Linked DNA regions of Sus scrofa: regions 1 and 2 are each linked to region 3. The links are chromatin contacts, called in public Hi-C maps. All regions are on one chromosome and are shown on one strand. The core of a region is the stretch at or near the end of the contact, and the rest is flanking DNA. Distances in the headings are between cores, read along the strand shown.

What was found. Hi-C and Micro-C count contacts between places; a contact is called where the count stands out from the background.
Region 1: a contact with region 3 is called in a Hi-C map of omental adipose tissue, with 2.2 times the contacts expected there. The contact joins the enhancer-like site here to the promoter of MAP2K1 in region 3. A contact is called at or near these places in 9 of 47 Hi-C or Micro-C datasets (alveolar macrophages, embryonic fibroblasts, fetal heart ventricle and 6 more) and 1 of 2 datasets of contacts at active chromatin or transcription factors (alveolar macrophages).
Region 2: a Hi-C map of skeletal muscle shows a contact between it and region 3, with 4 times the contacts expected there. The contact joins the enhancer-like site here to the promoter of MAP2K1 in region 3. A contact is called at or near these places in 10 of 47 Hi-C or Micro-C datasets (alveolar macrophages, brain, embryonic fibroblasts and 7 more) and 1 of 2 datasets of contacts at active chromatin or transcription factors (alveolar macrophages).

What each region holds. Positions count from the first base shown.
Region 1 is chr1:164,791,948-164,795,973 of Sscrofa11.1, forward strand. All of the region lies in intron 3 of LOC102161686 (a long non-coding RNA gene), which reads left to right. Among named protein-coding and RNA genes, the nearest start is that of SMAD6, 140 kb to the left of the region's middle. Within about 2 kb of position 2,579, at least 5 of the 83 cell types and tissues checked have an H3K27ac peak or open chromatin away from gene starts, as enhancers often do. A contact at or near this core is called in omental adipose tissue, where this site is marked.
Region 2 is chr1:164,653,905-164,657,809 of Sscrofa11.1, forward strand. It overlaps SMAD6 (mothers against decapentaplegic homolog 6), which reads left to right. Exons shown (of 4, transcript XM_003480446.4): 1 at 1-3,905. The coding sequence starts at 3,182. Among named protein-coding and RNA genes, the nearest start is that of SMAD6, 3.3 kb to the left of the region's middle. Within about 2 kb of position 2,212, at least 61 of the 83 cell types and tissues checked have an H3K27ac peak or open chromatin away from gene starts, as enhancers often do. A contact at or near this core is called in alveolar macrophages, embryonic fibroblasts, omental adipose tissue and 2 more, where this site is marked.
Region 3 is chr1:164,380,640-164,384,646 of Sscrofa11.1, forward strand. It overlaps MAP2K1 (mitogen-activated protein kinase kinase 1), which reads left to right and starts at 1,253. Exons shown (of 10, transcript NM_001143716.1): 1 at 1,253-1,731. The coding sequence starts at 1,652.

The DNA of each region.
Region 1 (4,026 bases), core at 1,329-3,828, 410 kb after region 3:
ATTGGGGACATTAAAGTGACAGCATGGTTCTTTTGGTAGGACTGGTTTATAGTTTGTTATGGATAGGGTGGCTTGATATAATACAGGATGCCCAGTTGGATGTGAAATTCAGATAAACAACTACACTTTTTTTTTTTTTAAGTGTATTTGTGTCCCAATGCAATATTGTAATGTCTGTGTCATGGGTGAATGAAGATCAGACCTTCCCACAAATCCCCCTCGGCACATAACGCCCTAAGGGGTCATGGAGGAGACTCTGGGAGGCTGAAGAGAAGCCAGTGTGGCTGGAGAGGAGCCTAAGAGGTGACAGGGGCAAGATGGAGTGCTCTCTTGAAGGCTGAGGATCTCTGAATGAAATGGGGCCACGGGAGGGTTTGAGTAGGGGACTCAAGTTGTAACTGGCTCCCTCTGGTGGTGGTGTTGAGAATAGACTGGAGGGGCCTGCCAGGGTAGGCAGACCTGTGAGGTGACTGCAGGGGCCGTCCAGGCCAGAGGGCCAGGGCAGTGAGCTTGGCGCTGGAGAGAAATGGCTGATTCTGGCCGTAGGAACTTTTTGTTAGGGAACATGCCAAACATGCACAGCAGTAGCAAGAATAATACAAAGAACTCCTATGTCCCCATCACCCATTTTAACCTTCAGCTCACAGCCAATTCTGTTTCCGTAGTGGAAACCTGTCCCCCTTCTTGACAACTGGATTATTTTGAAACACATCCCAGATATCATATTATTTCAATCATAAATGTGTCAGTATGTATCACTGAATGGTAAGGCCTGGATGTATTTTGAAGCAGAAGCCACTAGGAATTTGCCTCCAGAGTTTAAGCAGCTGTTGAGAGAGAGGAGGCCCCTGACCTTGTGAAATCCATGGCTGGGCAGTTAGTTCCCAGGTCTTAGGACCACCTCTCCTACAGCTTTCTAGTGTTTTCCTCCTCAGGTCTCCTGTCTCCACCCTCCTGTCTGCAGGCACTCCTAGCGTGATGCTCCTCAGAACTTGGTCTTGGGACATAGGTGTGGACTCCCCACTGGAAGCTCCTGCCCAAAGTCGCTCTTTCTGGTCTCTCTCTTTCTCTCTCTCTCTTTTTTTAAATTTGTTTTCTAGGGCTGATCCTGTGGCATATGGAGGTTTCCAGCCTAGGAGTCTAATTGGAGGTGTAGCTGCTGGCTTACGCCACCATCACAGCAATGCTGGATCCGAGCCACGTCTGTGACCTACACCACAGCTCACGGCAACGCCGGATCCCCAACCCGCTGAGCAAGGCCAGGGATCGAACTTGTGTCCTTGTGGATGCTAGTCAGGTTCATTACCCACTGAGCCACAATGGGAACTCCTCTCTTTCTGGTCTCTTGATAACAGGACTGTACAGTGTCTGCAGCTGAGGTTCCCTAGGCCCACACAGATACTCACTCCCCGTGCTCAGGAAATGCAGGTTCCCTGGTGAATGTGAGGGAAGCCCTGGGAAGTCACAGAGTGAGGGCCTGGGACATGGATTCAGACATCACAACCCTAATAAGTTCAGGGAAGCTCTTAGCCTTCAGAAGGCCACCCCCTCCAGGAAGCAGCCTGGCTCTATCTCTAATTTCCTGGGAGACTTTGCATGGGCTCCTTCCCCTCTCTGGGCCTGGTCAGGCAGGGCCTCTATTTTCTCTTTGGCCTTTCACATCTGCTCCCCTATAGTCCCTGGGATGGAGGAGTTGAGGGCAAAGCTGGACTTGGAGAGAGGCTGCTGGGAACATGCTAACTTTGGACCCAGCCACGCACATTGCACCCTGTGATGCAGGCATAATGGCCCCACTTTACAGAAGAGATGACTGAGGTACAGAAAAGTAAAGACACTTGACTAGTATCCCCTAATCTGTAGGCAGCATGACCAGGATGTGGATCCAAGGCCAAATACTCAGCACAGGGGCACAGGTGCTCCCATGGTTTTTGAGGCCCCACCCTGGGCAGGGTCCTCCTCAGAAGGCCCAGTTCCACCAGTGAAGTTCAGATTCCAGCCACTCTGTCACCTCAGAACCTCCAAGCCTGGTGCTCCTCCCAGCCTCCTCACGCTGACACTGGGAGGCTGATACACCTTCCTATTCCGTTCATTTTCATTCACTGAGCCCTCCCGCGGGTGGACTCCAGGAGCATGGATGCACCAACACGTTTCTCATTGAATTCTCACAGCAACTGAGGAAGGTGTTATGCCCATTTTACAGATGTGGAAACTGATGCCCAGAGAGGAGCAGTGGTCCGCCTAAAGTCACACAGCCCCACAGTGATAGAGACAGGATTGAGACCACAGTTCTCTGACCCCAGATGCTCCTTCCCCTGCATGGCAAGGGCTGGTTCAGGACAGTAATGTGTCTAATGACCCCTTGCCATCTGGTTGTCCTGGCTCCAGGCACCCTTTTTTCCCAAATAACTCTTCTTAGTTTCGCCTACGTAATCACCCTTGATCTTTCTAATAATTGTGGGAGGCAGTTACCATGACTGGCTTTTATAGGTGAAGTGCCACACATGCCTCAGGGGAGACTGGATTTTGAAACATCCTGAAACCTCCCCAAGACTGGAATAGCTCCTCTGAGCTGCCCACAGATGCTTATGTGCATCCAGCGCCCCCTACAGCCTTTCAATGACATGGACTCACCCCGCTGGGTCATTTAGAAAGTCTTTTTCTGGCAAGTTTTCCTTCTCCTTTTAAGTCGCTACCTCCCACGGGTTACTGCATCTGGGGCTTTGCTTCACAAGTTTGGACTCACCTTGTCCCTCCTTGCTGCCCATATTCAGCAGTAGTTAAAACATGTTTGCCTCTGTAACTCTGCCTGCGAGAAACTAGGATGTTGCCTGGGCTCCACACCCTGGGGAGGCTGTCAAGCTTGAGAACCACCAAAGTGAGTCTGGGTTTCCACCTAGACTCACTAGAGAACTCTTTGGGGTGAGATTGAGGCAGAATATTAACTCAGGTAGTCAGTGTAGGAGCATGGGCCTCGATGCCCTCTTTGATATGGCCATTGATGAACATGCGTGGCGTAAGGGCTCCAGGGAGTAACATCCCCACCGGCCGTGTTTACTATAGGGAGTGTACCTACACCCAGATGGACATTAATCCCTGATCCCCTGTGACTCCGTTTACCGGATGAAAAGGACAAAGAAACTATGACACTTTTAGACATTTCCACCCCTAGGACCCTATTGGACAAAGACTGATATGGGTAACTGAATAAGGCTAATGGGAGAAGACCGCATCTCTCTGGACTCCACCTTGGTACCCCCCCCCAACTTTAAGGAATTAAAACCCCCTATAGGACAATAGAGAAAGGGGGACTCTTCTCCCCCCTCCCAGTAACCCTGGGAGCCATCTCCTTTTCTTTAATTAAAACTTTGCTTGCTTGCTTGCTGCCTGTGTGTCCGCGGAGTTCATTCTTCAACCCCGTGAACAAGAACCCGGATTCCGGTATCATCTTTCTGGTATCAAGATCTGATTAGACTAATGGTCTTCCAGGGAAAGGACGGAGTCTCCCCCAGGGTCCCCACACATTGGGTTGAGGCCACAGAGCAATGATTCCGGCAGTGAGGGGGAGAGGTGACTCTGGACTCTGCCCACAGGGGTGGCTTTCCCTGCCCGAAGCAGCAGGGTGGGAGCCTGTGTGTCCTGAGGCCCAGGCAGGACCTGGGAAGGGCAGGAAAGAGCTGGTGGGCGGCCAGCCTCAGGCTCTCTCTGCACACACAGGCGGGTCTCAGAAGCCAGAGGAACATGAACTTGGGCCACAGTGAGACTGAACCCTTCCAGAGTGAGCACATGTGGGTGGAAGTGGGGGATGGGGCATTTACCGAGGGGGAGGGGCAGGGGCAGGAGAGGGGAGGAGGAAAAAGGCCAGCTAATGTTAAAGGCCCCGTGGGCCCTGGGACTCCAGCCTGAATGTCCTGCTGCCCCTGGTCACCCCCACTCTGGGCGCCCACGTCTCCCCTCCCAACCTCCATCTCAAGCAGGAGCATTGCCACCCTCTCACCTTCTCCTCTTGCTTGGTTCTCTTCCTTCAAC
Region 2 (3,905 bases), core at 962-3,461, 270 kb after region 3:
ACAACAGATTCAGCACGTCCAGTGGACATTTTGAAAAACACTGTCCTGAAGGGTGTGCTCTGGCAACACAGACCCACCCCACTTTCTAGCTGTTGGGGGAGGGTGCACAATGGTTTATACCTCTCTGGTTTTAGCATTTCAGTACTTTCAAGACTATCTTCTTTTCAATGGCAAATTAAGTGAGCAAGTTCCTATTCCTCAGTTTCCTCATTTATAAAATGGAAATAAGAGTATCAGTGTTGTTGTGAGAATGACTAAAATCTTTGTAATGCTTGAAACATGGCCTTGCCCATAGTAAACACAAGTTATTGCAATCCATGGTCAAACCAGCAGATACCCTAATTAAAACAAGCTATTAAAAAACTACATTACATTGAGTTTCTCCTTACATTAATTTCCCCAGGGGCAAGAAGTGATCGAAAAGGGGGTACAAGATCCTTTATTCTTTAGTTGTCCTTTAGGTGTTGCTTACACAGGTGTTTTGTTCACTTGTGAAAATTCACCCTGTTTACTTGCGATTTGTGAACTTAAAATGCACTGTCTTGTAGAATCTTCATGGTTCTGTGAAGAAAGCAGGGCAGGCATCAACAACCCCATTTATCAAACAAGAAACTGAGGTCAAGACAGCTGTTTTCATTAGGCCGAAGTAGAAGGGGATGAGGGTGGGGAAGATTCTAAGTCCTGCCCTCAGTTCTCCAGAGTAACCGCCTCTCCCAGAGGGTGCGGAGCGAACAGTGCCTGGCTCCAGGTGAAGTTCGGCAAAAGGTTCTGAGTCCTTCCTACAAACACCGCCCTTCCCCCAGGGCACACACAACTCGGGCCCACTCGGGGACTCACACCACCGCACGCTCACAAGGCCAGCCCCACACGTGGGAACCCCCGAGGGAGGCGCGCGCGCAGGCGCCCCCTCTGCCCTCGCTGGGGAATGGCGCCCAGCCCCGGGCCAATGAGAGTAGCGGAATTTCTTTCATTCAGAGCAGGGCCGGGCTCTTGCCCGGAAAGGGGCGGGGCGCCAGGCCCGGGGCGGGGCCGACTTGCGCCAGGGAGAGGGCGGTGCCCGCCCCGTGGCCCGGCCAATCGGCGCCGCGCCCGAGGGGGGAGGGGGAACCAGGTCTTTTTTCCCTCCGCTCGGGGCCAATCCCGACTTTACAAGCTTGAACTTTTGCCACCCTCGGACGAGCTAGCGCGCCCGAGGAGGTACCCCGCCGCGCCGGCTCCAGGGGCAAGAGCGGCCTTAACCCTTCCCGCGCCGGGAGGCCTGCTGCTGCGCCCCCACCGGCTCATCCTGGATCGGGGGGGGGGGGGGGAAGCGGTTCCCCCAACCCACCCCCATTCCCATGGTGAAACGTTGTTGGGGAAATCACGAGCCCTACTACCTATATTCCTCTTCGCTGTGCAGAGAATAAACTGGGGAAGGGAAAGGGGTGGAAGAATCACTCAGCCTCGAGGGGGCCCGGGACACTGGAGGCCCGCCTAGCTCTGAGGAAGAGACTTGGCGACTAAGAAGAGCCGAGAGAAGACATCTCCTGCCTCTACCCCACCCTCTCTAACTCCCTGTTCCTGCAAGCCTGGAGCCCCCATGCGGGAGGCGTCCCACGCTCCGCGGTCGGCCCAGCGGAAAACCCCTGACTGCGCAGGGGGTGTGTAAACCGCGTCCTCTCACGGAAGATCCCGCTATTGCACAAATCAGCAGCCCCCTTTGCACCCCAAGAGATGCAAGCCACGAACGCACACACGCACACCCATTTTTATAAGCCTTCTCTGGGCTGGGGGTATGTAACAACTCTAAAGTGCAATGTATAAGTTTGTGCACAAGCCGAGGAAAGGCAAAGCGCCCCGTTTGCATCCAAGTCTCTGTGGGTTCGCCGAGCCCTCGCACCGCCCGCAGTGGTTTGTGTAACCGTGTGTATGTGTGTGTGTGTTGTTCGCTCGCATGCGTGCCCGAGGCGCACGCGAGCCAGAGAGCTGGCCGTGGGCGCTGTCAGGACCGGGGCCGGAGGGGGGCGCGGGGGCGAGCTCGGGGCGGGGGCCAGGGCTCGGCCCGCCCTGGGAGCCGGCCCCTCAGAGCCTCCGGCCCTGCAAAGGGACGTGTTCTCCTTTAAGAGTTAAGAAACTTGAAACCTTGTTTGCGCAACAATCAGCGCCGCGGAGCCGCCAAAGTGTCTAGACTGGCATATGATGGGAGGCAGCCAATGACTCCGCGGCGCTCCTCCGGGGGCCCTCAGTGTGCGTTTGAGGAGAACAAAAAAGAGAGAGAGCCGATCTGGGGAGCGAGCGAGGGAGCCGAGCCGAGAGAAAGAGCCGCCGGGCGCTGCCTCGCCAGACCTCGCTGGGACCGCGGGGCCACCGGGAGGCACTTTTTGTGGAGGGGGGAGGGGGGCGACCTCTGCAGCCGCAACGTCCCGGGCGTCCCAGCGCAGCGTGGGGCGGGCTGCGACCTCTTCCTCGGTGGATTGCATTTTTAATTAAGGATTCCCAGCAGCTCTTTGGGATTTTTACAGTTTCCACTCATGTGTTGACACCCGCGTTCAGGAGAAATTCGCTCCAAGTGCATCTAGCGCCCGGGACCTGAGACGGAGTTGGCCTTTCGTGCATGCAATTCCAGGGATTTTGGTTTTGTTTGGGGTTTCTTTTTCTTTCTTTCCCTCCCCCCCCCCTTTTGCAGGGAGTAAGAAGGAAGCCGAGGGTATCAACAAGCCTGCCTTTCGGATCCTGCAGGAAAAGCCCATGTAGTGAAGCTCTTGGGTTTTAAAAGCAGGGCTTCCCAGACACATTTGGGGGGTTCGGCGCGAGCGCTTTGTGCTCATGGACCAGCCGCGCAACTTTTGAAGGCTTGCCGGCCCATGCGGGGTCCTTCTGGCGGTGCGCCGCCTGCAGTCCCTGTAAAGCGCCGGGGCTGGAGTTGCTGAGCCGCCCCGCCGCCGGGGTCCATGTAGCCGCGGGTCAGGCGCGGACTGCGGCTCGGCGTGCGCGCGTTCCCCGCCGTCCCGCCCCGGCGAGCTCCCTCATGTTGCAGCCCTGCGGCGCCCCTTCGACGACAGGCTGTGCGCGGTCTGCACGGCGCCCGGCGGCAGAGCTTCATGTGGGGCTGCGGCTCGCGCAGCCGGCGCCTCGCTGAGGGAACTGAACCCCGGTAACCGGAGACCGCCTCCCCCCCACCCCTGGCGCCAAAGGATATCGTATGTTCAGGTCCAAACGCTCGGGGCTGGTGCGGCGACTTTGGCGAAGTCGTGTGGTCCCCGACCGGGAGGAAGGCGGCGGCAGCGGCGGCGGCGGCGACGAGGATGGGAGCGAGGGCAGCAGAGCTGAGCCGGCCCCGAGGCCACGAGAAGGCGGAGGCTGCAGCCGCCCCGAAGTCCGCCCGGTAGCCCTGCGGCGGCCCCGGGACGCGGTGGGACAGCGAGGCGCCCAGGGCGCGGGGAGGCGCCGGCGCGCAGGGGGCCCCCCGAGGCCCATGTCGGAGCCGGGGGCCGGAGCTGGGGGCTCCCCGCTGGACGTTTCGGAACCAGGAGGCCGGGGCTGGCTGCCTGAAAGTGACTGCGAGACGGTGACCTGCTGCCTCTTCACGGAGCGGGACGCTGCTGGCGCGCCCCGGGACGCCGGCGACCCCCTGGCCGGGGCGGCCCTGGAGGCGGCGGGCAGCGGGCGGAGTCGTGAAGCCCGCTCGCGGCTGCTGCTTCTCGAGCAGGAACTCAAGACGGTCACGTACTCGCTGCTGAAGCGGCTCAAGGAGCGCTCGCTGGACACGCTGCTGGAGGCGGTGGAGTCCCGCGGCGGCGTGCCGGGCGGCTGCGTGCTGGTGCCGCGCGCAGACCTCCGCCTGGGCGGCCAGCCCGCGCCGCCGCAGCTGCTGCTCGGCCGCCTCTTCCGCTGGCCCGACCTGCAGCACGCCGTGGAGCTCAAGC
Region 3 (4,007 bases), core at 3-2,502:
TGGGGCATGCTGTAACTATATTTAACTGTTTGAGGATCTGCCAGACTATTTTTCCAATTATCTGCACTATTTTACATTCTCATCTTTTTTTTTTTTTTTTTATCTTTTAAATGGCTGCACTGGTGGCATATGGAAGTTCTCTGGCCAGGGATTGAATTTGAGCTGCACCTTTAACCTATGAAACAGCTGTGGCAACACTGGATCCTTTAACCCACTGCACCAGGCGGGGGATCAAATCCAGCTTCTTAACCCACTGTGTCACAGAGGGAACTCCTACATTCTCATATTAATCTTAACAATTTTTTAAAATGTTTAAAATTGAATATGCTATATATAATAATAATAACAATAATAAAACTTCAAATAGTCTACAAAATGAAAAGGAAACCTTATTCTCTATATACTGCAAACAGCTGACACGCTTCTCTGAGCCACTAGGTGCAGATGCTTGCATTGTTTTGCACACCTAATGCTTTTAGAACTTTAGGAAAGGCGAAGGGGAAGAGATGGATTCAATGTGTACTTTCAGTCATTTGAATCACCTTTGATCTTAAGCTTTTTATTGATATCTTATTTCCTCAGTTTTATAGAACTGGAAATCTTGGTTGAAAAAGCTTTTTTTGTTTTTAAAACTTTAAAAATATATTCCCAACATGCTCTCAGAAAAGGTTGCCCCAATTTACAGTCTCATCACCACTGAATACCCATCTCCCTGTACCTTCGTTAACAGATTAGTAGTATTACCGTTTTATATGTATCTGTATATCTATTTGCCAGTTTGTTGTGCGCAAGGAGTCTCTAGACAAATTGACTATTTCCGACGCTGCCTCTAGAAACAAAAATCGGGTCTTTTCCTTTATTCATTTTATTACTTCAGCTCTGTCAACGTGACTCGGCCTGGGGTCTATAATCACCGCAGAGCAGGAGACTGTGTCGCTACCAACCAGGTCAAGCTCCCCTCTCTGCTAGCTGTGGGAACCAGGATTCACGACCTCTTTTCTCCATGGGTCCACCTGCGTGCCTCTGGGCAGCAGAGGGCGCGGCTGAACCACCACCGGACCCCTCCCCCAGGTTAACGCGCCGCGCCCCCGTGACGTATTTCCGCGTCATCTGCTGCCGAGGAGTGCTCCTATTGGCTGTCGGCTAGGTAATAGGGGCGGAGCCGAGTGGGTGTGTGGAAAACGCAGCCTCCTGGGTGGGGAGGTGAGGCTTCCCCCTTCCCCGCCCCTCCCCCGCCCTCCAGTCCCTCTCTGGGACGGCTGCGCGGACCCGCTTGGAACGCGGCGGTAGCGGCGGCGCACTTTCCCCGGCTGTAGCTGGACAAGGCTGTAGTGCGCGCGCCGCGGCGCCCCTCGAGCGGGAGGGACCGGTTGACTGCAGTAGAGTCGGAGGGAATCCCGGGCTGCGGAGCTGCGCCGGCGGGGAAGCCCTTCGGTTTGCTGTGCACCAAGAGAGTAAGGCGGGGGGTCTCCCGAGACCGCCACCGGCCCCCTCGGTGCCGACAGGACCGCGCGGAGCGCGCCCCCCGAAGGCAGCCCCGGGCCGGTGGCCCTGACTTGGTCCCGCGCGCCGGGCGCCGGGCAGCTCAGAGGGAGGAAACAAGAGGGGCCGCCCTCCCCGCGGAGTTGGAAGCGCTTTCGCTCGGTCCAAAATGCCCAAGAAGAAGCCGACGCCCATCCAGCTGAACCCGGCCCCCGACGGCTCCGCGGTTAACGGGACCAGCTCGGCGGAGTAAGTCTGGGGGTGCTGAGGTGGCCCGGGCCGGGGCGCAAGAGCGGAGTCGGGTGCGTGCGGCGCGCGGGGCTCCTCTCGAGTCGTCACGTACGTCTCGGGCTGTCGGGCTCGAGGAACTCCCCGCCGCCGAGGTGACTAAGCACTGATTGTGCTCCTGATTCAGACCGGTCAGTGGACCCAAGGAGTGTCGATCTCCCCCCCCCCCCGCCCATCCCCACCCCTTTCCCGACCCTTTCAGTCATCCCTGACTTCTGATCATTTTCCTCTTCTCCCTTAAAGATTAAAAACTGGTTCATTGCCCGCCCGTCCCCAGCTGTTTTCCCCAGATCCTCCGGGATTTTGGCCTGTAACGAGGAGAAGGGAGCAGATGTCTTGGAGTAATTAAGATCACATCTGCGTCTTTGAGACCAGCTCAGTTTGTAGAGTGTGGAGTTGGGACCGGCTAGCAGCCCTCACCTTCTTACCTGACACCTGTGGCCTAGGATTGCCTCGCTGCGGCTACCGCCTGGCCCGGGGGGGGGGGGGGGCGTGTGTACACTGATATTCCCGTGGCTTCTCCCTTGTCGACTTTGGGGGCTCCCATTCCTTGGCCTTCCTGGAAACCCTCTTGTCTCTAAGGGAGCGGCTTTTCTTTTTCTTCTTCTGACCATTCATTCACTCATTCATCAAATCGCTTTTCATTAGTGTCTCCTGGGGTTTTTTATTTGACCATGATCCCTAAATTTCTGACCTGAGGCCTGACACCTTGGCCTTGGAAATCACACATAAGGTGCTCCATTTCTGCAGCTTCCAGTGTTGCCCACAAACCAGCACTTTATTTCATTAGACAGTGATGAAACTGTTTCATTGCTGTTTCCAAGTTCCTACATCTGCTTTTCGTCCTGGGTAAGGGACAGGATTGTATGAGGAAGAAAGACTTGGTGAGCTGGAGAAATACCAGAAAAGATTTAGTTCTTAATCTCTTACCTGCAGACTGAAGACTGAGAAAGCTAACTAATAAAATGAATAGATTAGGCCTGAACCTTCTGCCCTTTGGTGATTTCTGTAACCTTCCTTTGTCTCTCTAGATTTTAATAGCCTGGGGACTTGGTGACTCTTTCTGTCCTTATGATGACCACAGGGCCAGTGGTGGACAGACCTGTGGTGGGAGCTCAACTGCATTCCTCAGACATGTTCTCAACAAACTCCTTTCACTATTGTAGTGTCTGTTTTGCATGATATTAACTTGTACAGGTCTGTGGATTACTTTGCAAACATTCAATTTTAGTGTACAGAGTTTTATCCCCTTAAAATAGTGTGAAAGGCCTCCAGGACAGGGCAGGCCAGGACAAGTTTTTTTTTTGTTTTTTTGGTTTTTTTTTTGGTCTTTTTGCTATTTCTTGGGCCGCTCCCGTGGCATATGGAGTTTCCCAGGCTAGGGGTCGAATCGGAGCTGCAGCCGCCAGCCTATGCCGGAGCCACAGCAACTCGGGATCCGAGCCGCGTCTGCAACCTACACCACAGCTCATGGCAATGCCGGATCATTAACCTACTGAGCAAGGGCAGGGACCGAACCCGCAACCTCATGGTTCCTAGTCGGATTCGTTAACCACTGCGCCACGACGGGAACTCCTTTTTTTTTTTGTTTTTTTGGTTTTTTGGTTTTTTTTTTTTTTTTTAGGCCAGGACAAGTTTTGACCAAGGTTGATTCTCACTGAATGTCGTGGCCTGATCATCCTGCTCCCTTTTGATTTGGAGGAGGGTACGAAGTGGAAATACCTATGGTCATTCTGTTGTTAATTGTGACACCATTGCTGTGTTCTTGCAAAGGGAAGGAGTTTCATTATAAGAAAACAGTATAGGGAGGAAAAGAAGAAACTACCCTGGAGTTTGGGTGGGACTGAGAGATTCTAAACAGTGGTTAGAGGTTGGGCTCTGGGGTCAGGCTAAGTTTGAAACTGGGCTCTATTACTTGGGGTTTTGTGACCTGGGACAAGTCTCTTAGTCTCTCTAAGGCTTAGGTTTAGTTTCTTCATCTGTGAAAATGGGTCTGATTATAGAACCTATTTAGAGTAGTTGTCAAGGTTTTTTTTTTTTTTTTTTTTTTTTTTTTGTCTTTTTAGGGCCAAACTTATGGCATGTGGATGTTCCCAGGCTGGGGGTCCAGTTGGAGCTATAGCTGTTGGCCTGCACCACAGCACCTCGGGATCCGAGCCACATCTGCGACCTACACTGCAGCTCACGGCAATGCCGGATCCTTAACCCGCTGAGCGAGACCAGGGATCGAACCCGTG